Linked DNA regions of Triticum aestivum: region 2 is linked to region 1. Evidence: chromatin contacts called from public Hi-C data. All regions are on one chromosome and are shown on one strand. The core of a region is the stretch at or near the end of the contact, and the rest is flanking DNA. Distances in the headings are between cores, read along the strand shown. Region 1 holds the start of LOC123105124 (casein kinase II subunit alpha-2). Region 2 has its middle 150 kb from the start of LOC123105126.

Region 1 (5,424 bases), core at 854-3,353:
ACAGAAATGCACCAAGAAAAATCAATATAGAGAAGAACATATGAATATTATCCACGTCAATACTTTCCCAGTTCAGATTCTTGCCTTTAATAATTCAAATATATAGTATCTGATATCGTAATCCGACAGTGTGGGGTAGAGCACTCTGAAGTCAGTATTGTTGACATATTCAAAGATCAGACTGGGTGTCTTTGAATCATCATCTCTGACAACATCGAGTAGCTTTATAATGTTAGGTCCGCCATATAAGTTCTGAAGTATCTTTATTTCCCTCTTTATCTGCATCATCATACAAAATTCAATAAGGCTTGGTAGTAAGACACACCAGGTACATTACAAGATGCAATGACAGTACTTTGCAATGAAGCAAATAGATAACCAAACACATCAGCACAGGTGCATCATTGAACTGTATTTGGTCCTAAAGTGGGGCATATGCTAACACATTCTTAGCTCATAAGATTGTATGCCTAGAAACAACCAAGCAATTGGTAATCACTATTTCCCAAGTTAGATACAAGGGAAGAAACTTCTATATGGGAATAAGGATCAGAGCATGATCATTCAATATGCAATTAGATGGGCAATAGAGCGAAACCAGATTCAATTTTTTTTCTTCGATACCCAATTGCTAGGGTTAACACAGCATCTGAAATTAAAAATTGAACAGTAATCAAAAACTTTTACGAAGGCCTAGAACAGAGTCAAGGACAGTTGCAAGGATGACCCTGAGAAGTTCTGAGGACATGGTTCCAAGGTGGCTTAACAATGAAAGAAGGAAATAGAGATGACACATGCAAACAGCGATCTACTACAGGACAACTCTTTTGTTCGCAGTTAAAATTTTAATTTCAATTTTCTTGTCTTCTGATGCTGCTCACCAGTGACCAATGAGAACCCCCAGACTTAGCTTGCTGACTCACGCCGGACGCAGTGGTTGTTGACGCATCCCCATCCAGCCTATGCACACAATAGCTCATTGGCCCATGAACACGTAAGAAGGAGGGAGGGGGGATGGGGTAGAGGGCCCTCACCTACAAGGAGCCCTTCACCAAAACCAGATGTGAGATTGGGAAGTGGAGGGAAGGGGAGAATAGGAGGTTTGCTACTGTGGCACGCCATTAAAGGCTGATGGGGGAAATGGTGCATGGGGGCTCTCAGAACTTGACATCTCTAATTTCTCACCGTTTCAATCGCATCTGTTGTTTTCGCATGGATAAAATCCAAACCAAATATCTGCTTCATGTGAAATTGTTCTAACACACACGATAACATAATAGTTCCACAACCTCCTGAATCATTACCAAATCACATCGACCAATGCTAAGATGTACTCCTAAAACAATTTGTACGAAGTTAAGTTTGCACTATCCAACAAAAGATTGTAGCGCTCTGGCCTTCTTCGGATTTAGCATCCAATAACCTATCAATAGAAACACAACAGACACAGCAGCATTGCAGACATGAAGATGAAGGCATACCTTCTTCTTCCTCACGGGCTTGAGGATCTTGATGACGCACCTCTCTTCGCTCCTGGTCCGTAATCCCTCGAACACCTCGCTGTACTTGCCCTTGCCCACCTTCCGCAGCACCTCGTACCCATCCTGCTCCCTGCACGCAACGCAAGCAAGCAAAGCACGCCCGCAGAGGGGCAGCCAGCGTCAGAGCGCGAACCCTAGCCAACAGCAAATCTGGAGTGTCACGCACGGGCTCCCGCGCCTCCTTACCCCCACTCGATGTCGAGCGCCTCGTAGTCCCAGTACTCCTTGGGCCGCTGGGAGTTGGCGTCGGCGTAGACGCGCGCGATGGGGGTGGCCCCCGCGGGGTGGCGCGTGGCGCGGCCGATGGGCGGCATGGGGCGCGGCGACTCGGCGGCGGCCGCGGCGTAGGCGGTGGGCGAGTGGCGGCGGCGGTGGTGGTGGCCGTGGGAGTGCCGCGGGGCCGCGGTGGAGAGGAGGCAGAGCAGGAGCCGGTGGGGCGTCGCGGCGGCGGCGGCGGCGGAGGAGGGGGAGAGCGGGTGGAGGCGGCTGCGCAGGGCGCACCAGGCCATGTAGCAGTTACTTGACGGCGCGACAGGATGTGGACTGCTCACGCCTCACCCTGCCGCGGACGCGGAGCGTGAGAGAGCAGCGCGCCGCACGGCACGGGACAGGGACGGGGGAGCCCATGAAAGCCCAGCCCGCGAGGCCTGCGTACGTTAGTGGGCCTCTCGGTCCAGCCCGAGGCAGTCTTACGACCTTACCCGGAGCCGGAGCCGGAGCCGGAGGGCAACACGCCGCCGGCTACGCCCCCAACCCGCTACACGCCGCCGGCTTCGCCTCCCCTACGACTTACGCTGGCGAGCGCGCGCAAGCTGCCATGGACGCCGGCTGGGGAGCTTAGCGGGAACCTCGGCGGCGCAACGCCTCCCGAGCGCAGGTCAAACCCTAGCTCTAATGCCCCCATTTTCTTGCAATGCAGCTGTGTACGCTGTGCGCAATGCATTGCTGCATTTCCGTGTGCGTCTCGGCCATTTCTGTGAGGCTGGGGCAAAAACCAGGAAGCTTTTGAGATGGTGTAGTATACTTGAGATGCAGAGTGTAGATTCTACCAGTGCTCAGAAATCCTTGGAACTTTGGCACGGCCGTTAAAGTTCTTGTCACCGGAGCTTGATGGTTAAGCATGTGTTTCAGATGCACGGTGATCTGTGTTCCCCTAACCTGGCCTAGCATCTACTCAGCATACGAATGTTGTCACTCTTGCATTTCTTGCCTATGGAGTGCCTGGTAATATTGTACCTCGCTACCTTTTTTTTTTTTGAGAAAATGTGTACCTGACTACCTATGAGTGAATTGCATTTTCTTTTACCCCCGCCTCCAACAAAACTGGTCCACTCCCGTGGCTGTTGTCTGGGGTGACACATTTGAGGCATAAAAAAAAAGGGCAGCCCGGTGCATGTAGCTCCCGCTTGCGCAGGGTCCGACCACATTGGAGGCATAAGATAAAAGTAAATTGATTCAAAATCAATTTTGGAATTCAAAAATATTTAATTAAAAAATCTAGTATGATGGATAATTTTCTGAAACTTTACGGAGAAGAAAGGACTAGAACTGGAAGTAAAATCAGTACTAAACATAATAATCAAATGGTTCCAGAGTGTGTATTTTGGTATTTAGGTTATAAAACCTGGAAGAATATTCACTGCCACTCATGTCATTTTAGAAGGTAAAAAGGGGAATTTTAGCAAAAAAAACTATACTGCATTTATCAGTTTATGAACTGATATGCTGTCTTGTGTTGGTCATTACTCATTACCGTCCTTCTTTGTTAGGCATATTACAGCAGCTACTATTCTCTGCTGGCTGTAAATGGAGCAGAACCTGGATCCTGGTCCTGTTGATAAATCTGTTCTTGTAGAGCAGGAGCTTCATAAATCTGAAGCTATATCTGTTGGGAAGGTAACAGTTTAGAGGTTTTCCTTACGTTTTTCTGTAAAGATACTCCAGTAAGGTATTGACCCTCTTCTGCTGTTGCTCACTTGGGCTAAAAATGCAGGTGTACAAACCTATTAGGTTTATCGAACATGGCACAAGACTTAACCAATGGGAAGTGAAGCATGAGGGAATGCTTGCAATATTGCAGCGAGCTGGATTTTACCACCTGTGTTTCTTGAAGAGGGTTCAGTTGGACCATGCTTTGTTAAATGCTTTGGTCGAAAGGTGGCGGCGTGAAACACAGACCTTCCACTTGCGGTTTGGAGAGATGGCTGTCCTCTTGAAGGATGTGGCCATTCTTACTGGACTTCGCGTAGATGGTACTCCTGTGACTGGCGCAACAGGCTGTCATTGGGAACAATTGTGTTTAGAGCTACTAGGCCAAGAACCTCCACAGATAAAAGGTGGTTCTATCAACATTGCATGGTTGTATGACACTTTCAGTAACTTGCCAGAGGGAGCTAATCAGTCAGAAATAGAGCATGCTACACGGGCCTACATAATGTACCAAATTGGCTGCAGTTTATTTCCTGACCCGAGTGGGACTCGAGTGCACTTAAGATACTTGGCACTGCTTCGTGATTTTGATGCCTCAGGGGAGATGGCTTGGGGGGCTGCTGTTCTTGCTCACCTCTACAGAGAACTTGGAAAGGCTAGCATGAAGGGCAAGGCTAACTGTTGTGCTTTTCTCACTCTTCTTCAGGTACTACCTCCGGTCCGCTTTAATTTTCGTGGAGGAACTGCTGCGATAGTACAAAGTCGTGTACAGCTTGCGACAATTATTTCGGATCAGAGGAGTGGTATATTTCCCCAGCCATGCAGTACCTTTTCTTAGTACAGCAACTAATGGCAAATCAATACACATTGCAGATATGGGCATGGGAGCATATCCAGATAGGCCGTCCTGAAAGACTGGAGAATAAATCTCTAAACGGCGATCAGCCCCTTGGATGCAGGTTTGTGTTGTATGTCATTCCTTTTGTTTTGCTTTATTTTATTCCTGGAAATGAACATCATTTTATAATCAGATGGGACGTACCCTTCAAGAACCGTGAAAATGTCCGATCCATAGACCAGGAATTTTACAGGCATGGGCTTGATACTATAACAGATTGTCAGGTATGAATGTAGGACTTCTCATAACTGCAAAATAGTACATCTTATCCACGTGCACACTATAAGCAGCACAGTGCTACAGCTCATCTTTGCATTTTCTCTAGATAACATGGGACCCGTACAAACCAAGTCTGATCGATGGCCTGCCTGCGCTATGCACACTTGGATCTGCAGTTTGGCAATCAAGAACTCCATTAATCTGCTTCCAAATAGTGGAAATGCATGTGCCTGATCGTGTCTTACTACAATTCGGAATGATGCAGCACATTCCAGACCCAGTTGAGGCAGTTGAGCGTGTTACAATGCAGGGAAAAACAGATGAGGATTGGTCTACCTACCATGAGAAGTACATTAAGCAATGGGATAACAGGCTCCATTCAGTCGCTGGCCTGCACAATGCCGTGAATTCAGATCCTACTCATGCAAGGAATTGTTACTTAGAGTGGTACTGGCAGATCACGCGTCGATGGATCTCCACTCCAGTAGAGTGTCCGTTTATATCGTATCAGTTATCTGGGCACAGCGAGAAAGCTCTGGTAAGAATTTTAGAATGATATTTGTCATCTTCCTGTCTGTATTATATGTCTTTGACATGTGTATTTGACCATGAACAGGTTGATCTGGTAAGTACGGTGCAGGGGCGAATTAGAGCGTTGTTATCAGGTGAAATCGACGGGGAGAGGGTCAAAGAATCACTTAACGATATCGATATGTATATTACTTCTGAAATGGAGAAATCACAGTTTGCTACCACAGCATGTGCTGATGAAACAGGCTGCTTAAACTACACGAATCAACATATGGTTCTGCCCTCAACTCTGCTGCAGGTTATGCA
Region 2 (5,209 bases), core at 1,209-3,708, 470 kb before region 1:
AAAAAATTCGTTGGAAAGTATTCATATGGGATCTAGTTTAAAAAATCTCGATGCGAGAAGTCTAGCGGTTAAAATTGTTCGCGATTCAGATGTGCGGTTAAAAAAATAAACAAGTAGGATTTGCAATGGGTACCTCTTAATTAGTGATTACGCAACTTGAGAAGATTGAAATGGCGCACATGCAGTGTACCAATCGTCGCAACTTGAGAAGATGGAAGTGACCTTTGCAATGGATACCTCTTAATTAGTGATTTCGCAATTTGCGCAAAGAGCTGTAAATGACGCTGAATAGGACTTCGGCCTCACGGGTGCACATATGTCTCGCCAAGGTGAGTGTACGTACCATCCTGGTTGTGGGCTGGCCCGTTAGTTGCTAAAACATTCGTTCATTTGTTTGACTCGTCTTTTTGTTTTTTTCTTGTACTAGCAAAAGGATTCGTCCGTTGCAACGGGGAAAAATCACAATCTCTAATGGCCATGACCACATTTTTCTGCATCACCAAAATACACTATCACTCTCAATTGCGTGAAATCATGAACATTTTTTAAAATCGTGAATATATTTCAAAGCATCAACAATTTTCAAATTCATGACCACTTTTACCAATTTTCAAACATTTTCTAAAATCCAGAACATTTTTGAATTCCAGAACATTTTATACTATTTCCAAACAATTTTCTCGAATCGGCGAACATTTCTACAATCGACAAATATATTTTAGAAATGGGTTGAACTATTTTTTATATTCAAGAAGTTTTTTATTTAAATATCTTTTTTTAATCAGCGAACATTTTATGAATGAATAAACTATTTTTAAGTCATGAACAGTTTTTGAATTTTTACGATATTCTTCCATTCATGACATTTCTTGAACTGGCAAAATTTTGTTCAATTTATAAACATTGTTTAATACACAAAACTTTTTAAAAAACCATGAATATTTTTTGATTTCCCCAACATTTGTTTTCAGAATTTAAAACATTTTTATAAAATCACGAATACTTTTCGAGTACACAAACATTTTATGATTTATTATGAATTTTATTTTAAAATTGTTTATTTTTCCTTGTTGAAACTTTATTGAAGTCGAAAATTATTTCAAATAGAAAAAATGAAAACGAAAATGAAATAAAAGGAAAAAAACGAAATTTAGAAAACAGGCCGCCCGGACATGGGCTGGCCCATATGGGCACGTCGTGTCGTCTCCCTGCACAGAGCGTAGTATCGGAGGTCCCTGCTACATGGGCCTGCCTAGGCGCAGAAGCACTTATAGATAGCATTGGATATTAATTAAGATTACATCGTAAATCTAATTTTAGATGATTAACATGCAAGATGATATCATATCTGAAATCTACACATTTTCCTGAGTAATTTTTATATATAACATGTAAGATTTCGAGTTAGGATTCAAAATATATGAATATTTTAAGAAGATATGCATGATAAAAGAAAAAGTAAACCAAAATGAAAGAAAATTGCACTCACCTAGAATCGAACTTAGAACTATTAGGTGGAATAGTGGAGCTCCAGCCATTGCCCTGCTTGCCTGATAGTTGTACATTCTTGTGCTGCCTACTTATAAACCAAGTCCGATGTACCGAATTGTAAAAGAAAAAACGGATCATTTTCCGTCTTACCGGTGGCATTTGGGGCAAATCTTATGACGCACCACCAGAAGCACTATTTGCTTTGTTATTAGGTGGAGATGGATAGATATACATCTAGATAGATTTGGAAAGCATTAATTATACAAATTTCTCAAAATTATTTTACTTTATTTTTATAATTGTTCATGACATATTTTTAAAACTCGCAAGAGTGTGAAATTTTTGTTTGTGGTTGTTTAAAATATCCACGTGCTCCAGAATAATGTACCTTAAGTTCTTAAGAATATTAAAAAATAAAATTTGTTCATGTGCCCAAAAATTTGTTTCACACCATTCATAAAATAATGTTGACATGTTGAAAATATGTTTCTTCCCTTTTTTAAGAAAAGCCTTTAACAACGTACAAAAAATTTGCATAGTTAAAAAAATGATCTATATCATTCAAATAAAAAATTCAACATGTATTTTAAATTTTTATAACATGCATTCAAAAAATGTTCAGAAGCATATATTTAGAATCGGTTGAACATGTATTTAAAAGTGTTAAACATGTATAAATGTTATTTTTATTCCAGACATGTGAAATGTAGATAAAAAATCTAGTTGGAAAAATGTTAAACATGTATTTAAAAAATGTTCTTGATGTAAAAAAATGAACAATGTGTACGTAAAATGTAGACAAGTGTTCAAAAAAAATCAAACAAACCCGAAGAAAATCGGTGCAAACAATGAAAATTTGATAAGAAACTACACAGAAAGAAAAACTTGCGTCGGCATCTACAGCATTGGCCGACCCAGTAGGATTTTGTCGGAGGCAAGCCGGAGCTCTGCCTCGCATTAGGCGATAAATAGCGATGTTGAGTCCGTAAGTGGGCACGTGCGAGCGGTGGTTCCTATTATGCGCGTAACATCGAGAATAGCTGAAAACATGCACCCTAGGTCATTTATTTTCGCGGCTTTTGGGTTCTCCTATTTAGGGCATTTGCGACGCAGACCCTCAAATCACCCCTATATGTCTTTTTCGATAGTTGGCACGTTTTTGTCATCAAAGGATATGCCTCAAACGTTTGCAGACTGGTCCCGATATTCTAATTCCGGTAACCTAGCCAGCCAAAAGCCACCACGTCGAACAGCCGGACATCGCCTCTCTCTCTCATCAACCACGATATGCACACGCATATATGAACATTTAGGGATATGGTTGGATAGCCGGCTCCCGTATTAGTGTTTGCGGACAAATCTAGACCAGTTCATGGACAAATAGTGTGTCTGTTTTAGGAGTTAGTGTTAGAGATGCCCGTAGGTATCCAACAAAATTTGTGAAGGTTCTAGAACCTTCCCTGAACAGTTTTTTTGAATTTCTTTTATGCCATTTTTTTAAATTTGTTTTATTTTAAGTATTTTTCATATTTAAATGTAAGCGTATTTTTTGAATTTTAATTTTTAATTCTCAAAAGTTTTGGAAATTTGCAACAATTATTTAAAATTACTAAATTTTTTCGAATTTGCAAACATTTCTTGAAATCTGGAAATTTTTACATTTTCTGAACGTTTTTTCAAATTCAGAAACATTATTATATACTTTGATTTTTTCACATACTATAATATTTTTATTTTATGATAATTTTTAAAAAATGCACAAAAAATACAGGAAGATTTATAAACTTTGAGATTTTTTGTGTTACTGCACATTTTTGGAGTCCGTGAACATTTTTTGAAATCTGAATTCTTTTTTATTTGCGAATATTTTTCCTAATTCATGAACATTTTTCAAATTTGTAACATTTTCTAATTCATGAACAATTTTTCAATACATGGAGGTGTTGGTATACTGAAGAGATGAATGTCTTGCAACACTTTATAAAACTTCATTGTGTCCCAATAGTTCTAACACTGACATCCATGCTAGCCTTGCTATTTTACACAAGGCTATTTTAAGATGAAATTTACTATTTTCATGTTCCTCCTTCCATAGTTCTGCTCAATTTTGTCCCACACCTAAGAAATCATTTCGCTGCAACAATTTATTTGTAGCATAGTAATATGATAGCAGTGATAGCAAAGTAACAGCAACAGTACTAGCAACTTTGTAACCATCAGAGTAGTAGTAACTTGAGCAAAGGCAATAGTATTGAAACGTAGGCATGGAGTAGCGATGGATATTCAGATGAGATTCAATATGTATCTGTCACAACCTAAAATGATACACAATAGTTCCAATTCATTAATCATATATATAGTGTTACGATCATGTCATAATTAAATTACGTTTGGAATTCAAATAGTTACATTCCTATTGATTCACTACATAAAATTTGACATAAGAAAATAAAAATATAGGTCATAAGACAAGAAAATTTACAGTTTATGTGTATTTTACACTATGTTTTTACATTTGTAATTTTACATAACATAAAATATTTTTTACGGCGATTATATATTTTCTTACTGTCTCTTTTTGCGTCGGAAATAAGACAAAACTTACGGAACGTAAAATTACGGTGTATTGATGGTAAAATAGAGGGGGGTGAAGAATAACTATTCCCCACCTAGGGTGACGAATAGCGCGATATATATATATATATATATGTGTGTGTGTGTGTGTGTGTGTGTGTGTGTGTGTGTGTGTGTGTGTGTGTGTGTGTAGTCATATGTGCTTACGATAAGAACTTGCATAACATCTTTTGTCTTACCCTCTCGTGGGAGCGGAGTCCTAATGGAAACTAAAAGTAATTAAGACGCTCCTTTTAATAGAGAACCGGAACAAAACATTAGCACATAGTGAATACATGAACTCCTCAAGTGAAAGTCATCCCCGTCAATATCCCAATTCAAGGTCACCTTGGGGATCTAAGGTCCAGAACGATAGCAGGTGCATACAACTTGAAGGTAAGATCAAGAACAAAAATATATTCATTAAAGCATAATATGTTCAAATATAAAATCATGGCACTCGGGCCATAATGACAAGCATTAAGCATAGCAAGGAGACAAGGGACACAAAGTTTTACCCAGGTTCGGGCCCTCTTGATGGAGGTAAAACCCTACGTCCTTCTTGATTGATATTGATGATATGGGTGTTACAAGAGTAGATCTTCCACGAGATCAGAGAGGCTAAACCCTAGAAGCTAGCCTATGGTATGATTGTATGTTGTGATTGTTGTCCTACGGACTAAAACCCTTCAGTTTATATAGACACCGGAGAGGGTTAGGGTTACACAAGGTCGGTTACAAAGGAGGAGATATCCATATACGTATTGCCTAGCTTGCCTTCCACGCCAAGTAGAGTCCCATCCGGACATGAGACGAAGTCTTCAATCTTGTATCTTCATAGTCTAACAGTCCGGCCAATGGATATAGTCCGGCTGTCCGGAGACCCCTAATCTAGGACTCCCACAGTAGCCCCTGAACCAGGCTTCAATGACGATGAGTCCAGCGCGCAGTTGTCTTCGGCATTGCAAGGCGGGTTCCTTCTCCGAATACATCACCGAAGAATTTGAATACGAGGATAATGTCCGACCCCGCAAAATAAGTTCCACATCTCACCGTAGAGAGAATAATGTCTCCGCAGATCTAATCCGCTAGCTTGTTTTGGTAA

Evidence for each region. A called contact is a pair of places that touch in the nucleus more often than the background predicts.
Region 2: a contact with region 1 is called in a Hi-C map of leaf, with 5 times the contacts expected there. The contact joins the enhancer-like site here to the promoter of LOC123105124 in region 1. A contact is called at or near these places in 4 of 5 Hi-C or Micro-C datasets (leaf and an unstated tissue).

The regions. Positions count from the first base shown.
Region 1 is chr5A:595,293,398-595,298,821 of IWGSC CS RefSeq v2.1, reverse strand. LOC123105124 (casein kinase II subunit alpha-2) reads right to left here and starts at 2,103. Exons shown (of 10, transcript XM_044527123.1): 1 at 1,728-2,103; 2 at 1,482-1,611; 3 at 85-279. The coding sequence starts at 2,050. LOC123105123 reads left to right here and starts at 2,165. Exons shown (of 7, transcript XM_044527121.1): 1 at 2,165-2,418; 2 at 3,325-3,437; 3 at 3,535-4,176; 4 at 4,344-4,429; 5 at 4,502-4,592; 6 at 4,694-5,125; 7 at 5,204-5,424. The coding sequence starts at 3,348.
Region 2 is chr5A:595,759,345-595,764,553 of IWGSC CS RefSeq v2.1, reverse strand. No RefSeq gene overlaps it. Among protein-coding and RNA genes, the nearest start is that of LOC123105126, 150 kb to the left of the region's middle. Within about 2 kb of position 2,458, at least 1 of the 8 cell types and tissues checked has an H3K27ac peak or open chromatin away from gene starts, as enhancers often do.